Regions from separate parts of the Zea mays genome. Here region 1 is linked to region 2. The links are chromatin contacts, called in public Hi-C maps. All regions are on one chromosome and are shown on one strand. Each heading gives the region's core, a stretch centred on a gene start, on an enhancer-like site or on the middle of the called end of the contact. The rest is flanking DNA. Distances are from core to core; before and after follow the strand shown.

Region 1 (6,922 bases), core at 119-2,618, 170 kb after region 2:
TCCGCCAGGCTCCAGCGCTCCTCCGACGGCCACGACACCACACGAACCGGGTGCCAAAACCTCTCCGGCTGCCACGACGGCATGTACTTAGGGCGCTAGCTCTCCTCCGCTAGACACGTAGCACTCTGCTACACCCCCCATTGTACACCTGGATCCTCTCCTTACGCCTATAAAAGGAAGGACTAGGGCCCTCTTACAGAGGGTTGGCCGCGTGGGGACGAGGACGAGACAGGCGCTCGCTTGAAGCCGCTCGCTCCCTCTCCCGCGTGGACGCTTGCAATCCCCTACTGCAAGCGCACCCGACCTGGGCGCGGGACGAACACGAAGGCCGCGGGATTTCCACCTCTCTCACGCCTGTCTCCGGCCACCTTTCTCCCCCCTTCGCGCTCGGCCTCGCGCCGACCCATCTGGGCTGGGGCACGCGGCGACATTTCACTCGTCGGCCCAGGGACCCCCGGTCTCGAAACGCCGACATGTAGCCTCCATGAGATCGTGATAGATCAGGGATGGGTCAACTACGATTAGTTGACAACGGTTATGGGCAGTGGCGGAGGACGGATAAAATTTTTGGTATGGCTCTACTACGTATAATATTTAGCACACAAACTAATTAAATTGCAAAATAAAAATGCACAAACGTATATAAAAGTAGAACATTGTCTAAAATGAGAATAAATTGTTAAGAAACATGTGTGCGGTAAAAAAATAGATAATAAATGTTATACTGATAATTTTGCTAGATAAGTCTTAGAGACCTAGACAATTACATTTGCCTATTATTATATTTAAATGACTTCTTAATACTTAAAGTGCAAGTGCGAGTTATAAATTATATGATTTGTGATCATTATCACCTTTCTCAATTAGGTATGGCTTGAGCTATACCTAGCCACAATGGGCCCTCCGCCCCTGGTTATGGGAGAGAGAGAGCGTGCTTAACGGCACGTGTTGTGGAAGTAGTGAAAGAAAAGAAAGATGGAACACCTAAAGGTTCAAGACACACTTCTCTCCCTATCTTAGAATTACCGAGTAGATCACATAAAGCGTTGCACCACCCTTGTAATTCGAATCATGTGCCATGACTATTGTCTTACTCATTGACCACTGGTTAAGGCAGTAAAGCAAATAATATCCCTTGCAGCACTGCAGACCTGTTCTGTCTAGCGTCTGCGAGAAGAATAGTTCCACCTATATGTCTCCTTGGGCCTAGTGGTGGCCCTGGGGCCACTCCTAGCATTCGAGGATAGATATGCCCTGGATGTTGGCAAAATGCTCTAAAATTTTTTCATCACGAGCCATAGAGGGCCTAACTCAGAGCTAGCCTACATCCGGGGAGGCAAGCCCCATGCCAACCAGACCCCAAGGCCCTATGAGCTGAAGACCTTATACACGAGCCTCACTCCCCAAGGCGCCCCCTGGGACAAGACGATCCCGGGTGGCCGGGTGGCATAGCCTTTGCATGCGCCTCAAATCAGGTCGACTTCATGTGTCACCAAGCATCAATTAAGATTCTGTCCATCGTATTTGTTGCGAGAGATAACGTTGCGGTCACAAGACATTATTGTATCCACGCTCGGGTCGCTATCAGTGTGATTGGTAAGTTACCAGCACTTCTCGCGCCGGTCTCGCGCCAGCCTGGGCCGCTGGGAACGCAGCTTTCCTGCGTTTCTGCTTATGCAGGCGAAGCGAGCAAAATAAGCTATAGGCTGCACGCGCGGATGCAAGCAGGCGCCATATACTGCAGCCATCCAAACAGGAGCCGAGCGCGGTCAACGCGACGCCGTGGGCCTGGACGCCAGCAACCACCCAACCAATCACGCGGTATATTTGCAAGAACTATACAATGCATATGCTTTTAGAAGTTATCAACTATGTTGTACTCGCTAACATGGACATCCATACCAGTCGCTGCGAAATGCCATACTCACCAAAGACATACTCCACATATAGTACATCTTAGATAAAATAAAAGCAGTTAAACCTCTACTAGACAGAACTCATTGCTCATACATGATTGTACCTCTCCTAACACCCTCTCGTGGTAGATATTTGAACAACAATATTTACGGGTTAGGCAATGTTTGGTTTCTTTAGTCTAGGGACTAAAGTTTAGTTAGGGGACTAAAGTTTAGTCTCTAACATGTTTGGTTCTAGAGACTAAAATTAGTAAGAATATATTAAATGACTCGTAAGAAAACTAAAATGGCATTTAACATTCTCCTACTATTAGTACAATTGAACTAAATGAGGGACAAATGTGGAATTAATATGATTTAGTCCCTTTTAGCCACATTTTGAGGGACTAAGGACTAAAGCAGTTTAGTCCCTATTTTAGTCCTACCGTTTGGCAATTTAGAAACTAAATGAGACTAAAATGGAGGGACTAACCAAACGGGACCTTAGATCAAACATTATCTGAGTATATAATATTTACCCACACTTGCATTTAATCAACCACCAATCACCACGTAGAAGACTTAGTATCATGCTTAAGCAACCTGTATCTCCGTACCTTTGTATATACTGTTATATTAACGTCTTCATTCAACGGTCCTAGAGATTCGTCTATCTCCTATTTCTCCCATTTTCTTTGATACCTTAATACCATGGTGAAGACACCTAGCATTTCTCATTTTAAAAATTTAAATAACCTTTATTATTTGATAAGAGAAACACTGGGTATCAAAAGTTCAGTCACAAAAGTTCAGTCACAGGATATGAGAATCCGAAGTTAACCATTGGAACAAAATTTATTCTTCCAGTCTCTCGGTTGGTCATACAGTGAAACCCCTTGCCACGTCCAAGAAGATGTAGCTTCTCATTCCGTTCTTTTGCCCTAGTAACGGTCGATGAGATCCTTAAGTGCACCCGGATTCTTCGCAAAGTGATTGATCTCAGCCTGCGGGGAAAAAATGCCCAAATGATGGAGTATAAAATATTTTCGTACAGAATATTTAAAACTAAAACGATAAAAAAAGAGATTAAACATGCTAAAAAAAGAAAATTAAAGAATGCTGACCTTCCGTATAGCTATAGCAGTTGTGACAAGTTTATCACCAATTAACTCATGCAAAACCTTATCTGCAGAAAGCGATTCTACAGATTCCTGCAGGTTCTGCGGTAGCCTTTTCAGTTTTGAAGAGTGATCAGAAGGGTTTGATTCTACAAAGAACACGAATCACATAAGATACTTGCATACTGTGGTAATGATGTTTACTCATTCAGTACCGAGCGCTTATCACTTATCTGGTTGTTAGGATTGTTTCCAAATATTACCAGCAAGGCATAAATTTTGGAAACAATAACCAAAAGGAAAGGCCTGGCATAAAGGAATTCATACCAATTGGCTCAGGTAACTTAAGGTGTCTTCTTAGCCCATCGATGCCAGCAGCTACGATAGCAGCAAGACCCAAGTGCGGATTTGCGCAACCATCGAAGGATTTGATCTCGAAGTTGCTGACTAAATCAAGAGGCACACCAGGTGGGCATGCGGTTCTTAATGGAGCCTCCCTGTTCTCTTTCCCCCAGCATAGATAAGCTCCACTCCAAGTATCTGGCTGAATCCGGTCGTAGCTATACACAAAAATAAAAATAAAAAATCAAGTGAATCTGATCATTAAATAGGGAGCACATAACGTACTGTTCAAATGGTTTCATCAGTATCCTGGCATTTTGTCAGAGAAGTAGCAAATTAAGCTCTCTAGATTATAGGGATATATGAATTGACATCTTGTAAAAATCTTGCAGCTTATGTGAGAAACAAACAATGTATTGAGTTACCAAGATTTCAGTTGAATTACATGACATAATTAGAAGCGTTAATAGAAAACATTACCTGTTTGGGTGAGGAGCGGTAAATGCCAATATTGACGGAAGGTGATGATACACTCCAGCAAGGAACTGTTCTCCAGTTTTTGACATTCCATGAAAGTTATCTTTACTTGACCCCATAAAAACATTCTGATCGTTCTCCCACAAGCTCAGATGCACGTGAGAACCAGATCCAAAATCATCCAAATCAGGCCTAGAAGTGTCCAAGCAGAAGAAAAAAATCAGATACCAGATAAATGCCTGTTTGGTAGGCTGCACGAGAGCGGCCCGTGAGGATGGACTGAGCCAGACCAGATTTGGGCGCTGGGCTAGGCTGGGGAGGTGCAACCAGGTATGTTTCACCATAGCCATGCTCCCCGTGTTTGTTTGGCTGCATGAGCTGTGGGCCATAGCTTAAAAGCAACAGCCGAGCACCCCATTTGACCTTGTTAGGTAATTGTCCATCTCTCTCCATCAACTTAAGTTTTCAAATTGAATCGGTTGGTGCAACTATGAAGTCTCAAGTTTTAATCCTAGTTAGCGTAATTAAATAAATTAATTGTTGTTCGCTTTTTTTACACATCTGAGGTCTGAAAGAGCCTCGGCCATAATCAACAGGAAACAGGGTCGATGCCACGTTCAGTGACCCAGGGTCGGCGTCCCAAAGCTTGGGTCGGGGTCGCCATGGGTCATCGTTCCGAACGCTAGGGATTCGTTGTACCAGTGCAGATGGCAACGACGAGTCGACGACTGGTGCTCGTTTGTGATGAGGAGGATCATGCAGGTTGGGGCAAGGCGCGAAGATGACGGCGGGGCAACATGTATGGTGACAAGGACAGGGATCCTGCTGTGGCCAGTAAGAGGTGGCGCTCTGTCTTCCTGCGCCGGTGCTCTTGCAGGTTGAGAGGTCCTAGGCTGGGCGGCCGTGCTTCTGCATTGTGAGCTCTATGTCTCTTGTCTCCTATATGTGTCTAGGGTAGAAGTATAGGGTTTCGTTGCTATAATGCGGCTGGGGCATAGCACATAGGGTCCTTGGGATTTTTGTAACATGACCCTTGACCCATGGAATCGACCCGAATCATCGACCCATTAGACTCGGGTTCACGTACCAACTCATGTTTCACGTCCCATAGAGGTATACCCCTTGTACCATATTTTCTTCAAGTGTCGACCCATGACCCAATCGACCCGAGAACATTGTGACTATGGCCTCGACGTGAGAGGGTCAATAGACTTATAGACCCAACTGTTGCAAGAATGGACCGAGCCAAAAAGAAAACAAACTCATTTCCATTTTCTCATGCAGGCTTTCGGCTGCTTTTGGGCGTGATTTGTTGCAGCAACTGCGATGTGTTTGGTTGTATACCAAATGGACGCAGCCAGGCTCGGATTGATTTTTCTATTGTTTGGTTCGCTGCATATGCAACTAAGCTTGCCTCTCACAATACAAGGAAAGGCCTCAGGCCAGGCTCTGGAGATGCGACCTAAATTTAAGTATCCACAGAGCCAGGTTGCCATGATGCACGTCTAGGCTGCCGCTGGCCTGGCTCGCCTGCCAGGCTGCCCAGATAACGCCACCAATCACACCCTTAATTGACGTGCCAAGCCGGGCTCGCCAGGCTTTACAGCCTACCAAACACAAGAAGTTGCAGCCTAGCAAATAAGCATAAAGTTTCAAATGATTGCTGATGCAGACATCCAGTATGGACCAAGTATAGTTCATATTTCAGCTCCCTTCAGCACCAAAAGAGTTTCCACTCTCTTTTGCCTAGCCAAATCTGTTCACAAACATATTGCTACTGGCACAAAACGATGTGCATGGACAAATCCATTCTTTGAAGCTAGTACTTAACGTTAAAGTGTATAAGTGGATTGCCTATCTTCTAATAGCTTAAGCTTTTGGCTTTTGGTTTGAATTGGTTAGTATATCCATTATAACATGATATCAGAGCAGTGGTCTTAAGTTCAAATTCTGGCAGAGGACTTAATTTCACTTTACTGTTTTTCACCTATGGTCACAAGACATTAAAGAAATACAAAGTTAGTCTCCATTAACGAACAATAATGTGGTGAAAATTAAATGAGCAGACCTATCTATGTTGATCCATAACTTACTTTGGAAGAAATGTTGCTACCAGTCCATGCTTTCGAGCAATCGACTTAATAGTCTCACGAGCATATATGAGTTTGTCAGCCGCAACAGTGCACAAGATATACTTCAAGGCTATCTCAAACTGCCCTTTTCCAGCTTCAGCATGCAACTGCCAATATTTTTTTTTTGGGGGGGGGGGGGGGGGGGGGGGGGGGTACACAAAAAAAATCAACACATCGTTGCAAATGAACTAATCAGTTTGGCATTATATGTTGTACTTTAACTTTTTTTTTGCGTATGAGAAATGTAAACCACTTACCTGTTCAACAACAATGCCTGAATCTTTGAGGGAAGAATATACTTCTTGTAATATGGATGATGCACCATCAAATGCTGAAGTTGAGCAGTAATTGGTATTATCATATGGAATCCACATCTCAACTCCATTACTGCAGAGATTTTCTATTAAGATCCATAAAGAATAATTTTAAAAAGCAGTGGGAAACATAGCCTGGAAAAGCTACCTTACTAATTTTCTGCGAAGGAAAAATTCATTTTCAAAACCTGCCTTCATTGTCTGAAAGGATAAATAACTGAGCATGAATACCAAATCAATTGCAATTTAGAATCCATGAGACCAAATGGCCTTCGGAAATTAAGACAGGAGAGTGCGGATTTATTCTTACCACATTGAACTCATCTAACAGAACTTTTGTGACTTTCCTCAAGGTATTTCTAGGACAGTATTCCCAGCCTTCTCCAGGCCTTATTTGCATGTCAGCCATCACCATTTCCTCGTGCCTTGACCTTGCAACAAGAGTAATCTACCATTAACATAATCAGAAGTGAAGCTTCTAGAAACATAAATTTTATACTAGCATAACAAAGCCAATTTTAATAGGTATATCATTAAAAGAATAAAACATGATGTCTTAATGCATTTGACGAATTAATATGAACTAAACAAGATAACTAAAACCCTAGACAAGTGCTTTTGAGTTGCTCTGGCCTTGGTAGTTG
Region 2 (6,579 bases), core at 1,656-4,155:
CACCAAATCACGAATTTAATATCGATTAATCTGCTTACTGGGTTTGCACGTATTGATTTTGTTGGGGTGATGGTTATAGTCAGTCTGTTAGCAACCTGTTAGCAGTTTCAGTCATTTCATTATAGTTTCACTCATTCCGTTACAATTTCAGCCATTCTGTTATAGTTTCAGTCATTTTGTTACAGTTTTAGTCATCCGTTACAGTCAGGTGCAACGCCAGGTTGTGCTACCCTGGTGCACGTGCACCACAAAAGATGCAATTTTCATTAGTAAATTGGTTAATATTTGTTGTATATGACATGAATTAATTACATATTGCTTTGGCCTTTGGTGTTCACCACCTTAATATCGTTGCTATCTTTGTCTGGTTATAATTTCAATCATTCCATTATAGTTTTTGTTACGGTTTCAGTCATTCTGTTACCGTTATAGTTTCAGTCATTCTATTAGGCTATCTCCAGCAGCTTACCCATTCTCATACTCATATTCAAACTTCACTCTTCGAATAGTGTAGTCTACAGCGCAAAACAATGTTTTAGGTAACCATATGGATGAACTTCTGGACACGGTCTTTAAGTTTGAGACATTCACCTATTCGACCATTCCATTAAAGTTTTAGTTATTCCGTTACATTTTTCGCTATAGTTTCAGTCATTATATTATAGTTTCTGTTATAGTTTGGGTCATTTCGTTACCATTATGGTCTCATCCATTCACTCATTTTAGCCATTTCGCCATAGTTTCAGTTATTTCGTTAAAGTTTTAGTCATTCCATTGAAATTTCAGACATCCCGTTATAATTTCACTCATTCCATTATTGTTACAGTTCTGGCCGCCCGGTTAGAGCGCAGGGGCACGTGGGGATCACACGAGGTAGGTTGTTGGGACACACATGCTAATAATGGCATGGGAGGTGGCGGCCTAGCGCGCGCGAACCAATCACTGGTTGGTCTAGGTGACGACCTATGTTCCATCACCCTATGTGACAAATAGTTCTGTCACACACACAAATATGTATATAGTAGTATAATGCTCGTGTGTTGCAACAATACACAATCATATTTGATATCTATAAAATAAAAAAAAACAAAACTAATATCAGAGTGAACATATGGTTCATATATCATATATGAAACTAATAATAACATATATTACACCTTGTCAGCCAAAAGACCGAGAAAAATATGAGTTGAAAACGAGTCCAAACCCTTTTTTTATAGGCTGCTCAATTGCTCGTCCTTCTTCAGCTAGCAAGGTGGTACTATGTGGGAGCGCTGCACTTTGCGTGATTTTCTGTCGTGTTAGGCTTGAGTGGTTTCCCAGGTCCCATGACTGTGTAACAGTCCATTGTTAGACGATTAGCTCGGGGAAGAAACAGACCTACGCACTTCGTATGTGACGCACATCGTATGAAACTGGTGCTTTAAAGGAGTATATATATACATGTATGTCAGCACTATTTGTCATCCTAGGTGAAGCTTCGTCTAGAGGTAATGTTTGAAGATTGCTCAATCATTACCGTTAAGTGAAGTTTTACCTACAAATAACACATGTTTGTATATATCCTTAACATTACTGTGCTGTTTATATATTACTATACTGTTTATGTCAAGTTATTAGACTGAGCTTCATATTAGTAGAAACAGTAGCTTATCCAATATCTTGGTCACCTGTAAAGTTTAAACGAAGGTTTTTTAGCCGGCACAAAAAATGCAGACATCAAGCGTCATTTGCCGCTTCAGTTACTAATCATATCTAGAGCTCAGATTTTACGGATAGTCCTCTAGTACCAGATCCTTACATATGTTGTTACCTTTTTATCCACCGTCATCGTATACTTGCAATTACTACTTCCTTACAGGTTATCACTTACCGCCTCCGTTTTCGAATATTTATCGTTCGCTAGTTAATCTTAATTTAAACTTAAATGAGGCAAATAAACGTTTAAACTATTCTCTTGATCGTGTGTCTGATTGTCTTGTTGTTTAAAATGCCTCCTAGATCGATCGTCGTAGTGCAGGTTGTTTTAGACAAAGTTGAACTGCGATCAGACCGAGACCGGACAACCATTGAGCAGTTATTTTCCTATTCATCGTGGACTAACTGGAAGATATTTTCTGAGCTCCAAAAAATATCCAAAGGAAGGGAGAACGTGAAGGACGAGGTCGGACCGGACACGCCTCCCCTCGCTAATCATTGAGGCGGAGGCGGCGGAGGCGATTTTGGGAACACTCGCAGGTAGATTTTGCGTGAACTTGGACGAGGGTCATTTTCGCTTTGGATGAATCCACGAGGTGGTGTCACTGCACGCGCACGGGGCCCTCAAACCGTTTGAAAACCAAACCGAAGGCAACAAAACGAGACTCTCATCTCATCTGACTCTACGGCCAGCTCAAGTGATCTGCTGCTGGTGGCCGACCTGGCGGCGTGATCTCGCTCCCGTGCCCGTCTCCTCCATCCGACGCGTACATGGCCCGCCATCCTCATCCATCCGCCCTCCAGAGGACCAGTCCAGACCAATAATAAAAGGGAAGGTCGACGACGGGCTCGCTCCAATCCGGCGAACCGCGTCCCCGTCAGCCTGTCATCCCGTGGGCGCGCGGCTGTCGACCTGCGCATCAGCTTCTATGATTAGCCAGGAGCAATAATTTATTACTCCTATTTGCCAGGCGACGTTCGTCCAATTCGACCCGGCAGGCAGCAGGCAGCAGCTGTGCTCCTGTGGGTGGGTGGGTCATGGGTGACCACATGCATCGATGGAGCCAGGGCCGCCGTGTGCGCAGCCAACTCTACCTATCCCCGCCCCCGGGATGGGCGATGGCAACTATCCTATCGCAACAATATCCTGGGGTGGGGGCTATAAAACGGAGCGGCCCGCGTGGGGCGCGCCTCCATCAGCCGCAGTCGCGTCGCGTCGCGTCGCGTCCAGTCCAATCCTCGGAGCCTCACACGGGCGGACGAGCGGGAGCTTCTCCCAATCTCCCCTGCCCTGCCCTGCCCTGCCGCCGCGCTTAGCTTCGCATCTTCCCCTCCTCCTCCTCCTCCTTCCTCGGCCAAGCGAGGAGCGAGGCGCGGGCGCGAGCGCGTCGTTGAGATGGATTCGGAGGCGGTGCAGCACGGGTAAGCAAGCAAAGCAATCCATGGATCGATCCAGGACACAGGGAGGAGCTAGGAAGAGGAACAATCTCATGATCTCATTCATCTGACACAGCCTTCTCCCTCTGTCTGCCTGTCCTCCTACCGCCAACAGCTGCGCGCATTACAGCCGTGGGTGCAGCGTCGTGGCGCCCTGCTGCGGCCAGGCCTTCGGCTGCCGCCATTGCCACAACGACGCCAAGGTTCGGTGGTTTCCCTCCTTCCGTTTTCGCTTCGGCTCCGGTTCAGCAGATGTTCTGAAACAACCCTGTCCCGTGCCCCGGCAGAACTCGCTGGAGGTCGACCCGCGCGACCGGCACGAGATCCCCCGCCACGAAATAAAGAAGGTCAGCGTTCCCTCCCTCTGCTCAAAGAGCAATCTCCTGCCTGTTTCAACCATTGCCTATCTCGTGTTCGTCTTTGTTATTACCGTGAGCAAAGAAAGGAAGAAACAAACAAGAGCGCCGCCTTCTCTCTTCTCCTTCTCCATGTAATGGAGCATTTGTTCCGCCGCGTAGTCGAGTGCAAGCAGCGGTTTTCCTCTTTTGGAAACCCACCCCCACGCACGGTTCCGTTCCAATCTCGCCCTTCCAATTGACCAACACAAACCTTTCCTAAGATTTCTTGTCCTCCTTACCCTTCTACAGACAAGTACGAAACGCAATCGCACAAGGTTATACTACTACTAGCTTTTAGTGTTCTAGCGACCTTAGATTTTTTTTTTTGGTTAGGCATCCCTGATTTTTCTCACACTTAAAAGCTTCTTCAGATAAGGCCATATCAGCTCAGCTCAGTGCTCTGGGAGCCGTTCTGCACTTCACTTGCGTGTCACTAAAAACTTGACTGCTTTCCGCGATGTGCTCCGCACCAAGTGGCCGGCACTGCGTGGTCCACAGGATTTTTCAAGAGAAAGCCGGGGTCACGGGTGCCACTTGAAGCCAAGGACAGGCGTCTGGGATTGGAGAATATATGAGAAAGGGATACCGTCAGAGGCACATCTCACCGTCAAACTGAACAGGGTCTAACTGCTTCCAGCTGATTTGATTGAGTTTGAGTGCTGCATAGTTGAGGACCTGGATATAGTGACGTGTCCTGACAGGTGTCTTTGGACCTATTAGCAGTGAATCTGACGTCGATCGGCTAAAGCAATCATGTTCGATTCTTATCCTTTTTTTTTTGAGAGTATATGCCTGATTCGATAAACGTTCCTATCCTGTTTCCTGATGATGCATATATGTTGTTTCGATTCATATAGAATCATACCATCCATCTATTTTGTTTAAAAAAAAAATTTCTGGGTGGCCATGGGCACAGCATGCCTGTTCTTAAGATAACGATTCCAGTAACTGTTCCCTTCTGTCACTGAACTCATATGAATCGAGACTTAACTGGAGCTGTTGCGCAGGTGATCTGTTCTCTCTGCTCCAAGGAACAGGACGTAAGTTGTCTACCAAAACGTACTCCTACAACAGTTTTTCAGGAGCACGCATCTTTTGGCTGTACTACTACTGCTAACTGCATGGAAACTGCTCATTCCCATCGGCAGGTGCAACAGAACTGCTCCAGCTGTGGGGCCTGCATGGGCAAGTACTTCTGTAAAGTATGCAAGTTCTTCGATGATGATGTAAGCGTACTCGAATCCCAGACGATGAACAAAGAAACTGAACTCGATGCGTTGTTTACTGCGTTTCTTTTTTCCCCCTTCTTCTTCACGTACATACTGTACTGCTCTTGGTCCAGGTCTCAAAGGGCCAGTACCACTGTGACGGATGTGGAATATGTAGGTAAGCACCACCACGCTGATGGCTACGTCTAAAGACTTGACGCGCAGAAGTGTAAAACTTCTGTCAGCCGTTCAAAACTGATAAATTCGGGTTCCTCGTCTTCTTGTTGTTTATGCAGAACCGGCGGCGTGGAGAACTTTTTCCACTGTGATAAATGTGGTGAGTTTCTGCGCGGACTTCTTTCTGCTAAGATTCTGTAACCATGCTATGCAGCAAAGATTTCACTCGCGCCCTTATTGGTGTCCTTGTTGCCGTCCGACAGGGTGTTGCTACAGCAATGTCTTGAAGGATTCCCACCACTGCGTCGAAAGAGCAATGCATCACAACTGCCCCGTCTGCTTTGAGGTGAGAGACCTCCGTTTCAACGGAACATTCACTCTGAATGTTCCAATCTCTTGATATTGAGAAGGTTTCCCTCTGTTTTTTTTCACAGTATCTGTTCGACTCCACGAAGGACATCAGCGTGCTGCAATGTGGGCATACCATCCATTTGGAGTGCATGAACGAGATGAGAGCACACCATCAGTAAGCATATATACCGTTCTCTTCGGAGCTGAGAAACGGTGCCACCTCACAACATCCTCTTTTAGTCGCAGTGACCTTACAGTCTCAGCCCTGTTTGGTCTTTGGCAGCTTCTCATGCCCAGTGTGCTCGAGGTCCGCCTGCGACATGTCGGCCACATGGCGGAAGCTCGACGAGGAGGTCGCGGCCACGCCGATGCCTGACATCTACCAGAAGCACATGGTAAGAAGCCGACCGCCCACTCGTTCGTCGTCCCGTTACATCTTTTCCACAGCCATGGCTCGCTGTTTGACGAGCTCTGAACCTGTCCGGGGTGCCGATTGCTGGAACTGAACGGCAAATGAACGCTGTGGTGTGAGTGCAGGTGTGGATCCTGTGCAACGACTGCAGCGCGACCTCGAGCGTGCGGTTCCACGTGCTGGGGCACAAGTGCCCCGCGTGCAGCTCGTACAACACCCGGGAGACGAGGGCTGCGTGCCCCAGGATCTGAGGCGAACCAGAGGCCATGTCACAAAATGCCAGGGAGATGCCGTCCAACGATCATCTGTCTGCAGGACGTTGCTGCGCTTAAGGTTAAAGGCTAGCGCGAGACCAGGCCTGGTAGTCCAGTCTTGAGTTTGGTGCTGGAGCATTTGTAATGTTCCGGTAAAATGTAATGCGTCCATGAGTGCTGTCCAGGCAGTAAGCACACCTGTGGATCGGGGCCGGCGCAAGGTCCCTAGGCAAGCTGCAGGATTAGTGGGGCTATTCATGTTTAGGGCGCGAATGCAACGAAATTACCCGTGGGCCGTGGGCTCGGTATGTAACAGAACCGATTATTTCTATTACAATAATAACATGCAGTTCTATTGGGCCGAGCCTAATCAGGCACCACGAATGTGAATAATTGCACATGGCGCATATATGGCGGGCAGTAGATACATATAAAATGGAGAAAATCCGTTTATTGCCATCAAAACTTATACTGATCACTACAATACCATCTAAAATGATGTGCTCCCTTCAAAACCATTGGTTTATATTTTCTATCCTTTCATTGCCATTGCCGTTACATAATGGCGCATGTGGCATATATGGGCGGCGTATGTAGGTTCAGGATGGTCACACGACATATGACGAGACTACAGAGACATGGTC

The links. Hi-C and Micro-C count contacts between places; a contact is called where the count stands out from the background.
Region 1: a contact with region 2 is called in a Hi-C map of ear, with 2.2 times the contacts expected there. The contact joins the enhancer-like site here to the promoter of LOC100192978 in region 2. A contact is called at or near these places in 2 of 25 Hi-C or Micro-C datasets (ear and tassel).

What each region holds. Positions count from the first base shown.
Region 1 is chr1:241,195,838-241,202,759 of Zm-B73-REFERENCE-NAM-5.0, forward strand. It overlaps LOC103643510 (protein fluG), which reads right to left. Exons shown (of 19, transcript XM_035964276.1): 12 at 6,589-6,709; 13 at 6,427-6,479; 14 at 6,222-6,351; 15 at 5,926-6,071; 16 at 3,836-4,024; 17 at 3,341-3,573; 18 at 3,020-3,162; 19 at 2,626-2,899. The coding sequence ends at 2,837. Among protein-coding and RNA genes, the nearest start is that of LOC103643510, 23 kb to the right of the region's middle. Within about 2 kb of position 1,369, at least 17 of the 20 cell types and tissues checked have an H3K27ac peak or open chromatin away from gene starts, as enhancers often do. A contact at or near this core is called in ear and tassel, where this site is marked.
Region 2 is chr1:241,027,345-241,033,923 of Zm-B73-REFERENCE-NAM-5.0, forward strand. LOC100192978 (CHY-type/CTCHY-type/RING-type Zinc finger protein) reads left to right here and starts at 2,906. Exons shown (of 11, transcript NM_001138152.1): 1 at 2,906-3,120; 2 at 3,251-3,338; 3 at 3,423-3,482; 4 at 4,541-4,573; 5 at 4,682-4,759; 6 at 4,876-4,919; 7 at 5,038-5,078; 8 at 5,182-5,264; 9 at 5,353-5,444; 10 at 5,553-5,664; 11 at 5,807-6,446. The coding sequence starts at 3,095. The coding sequence ends at 5,932.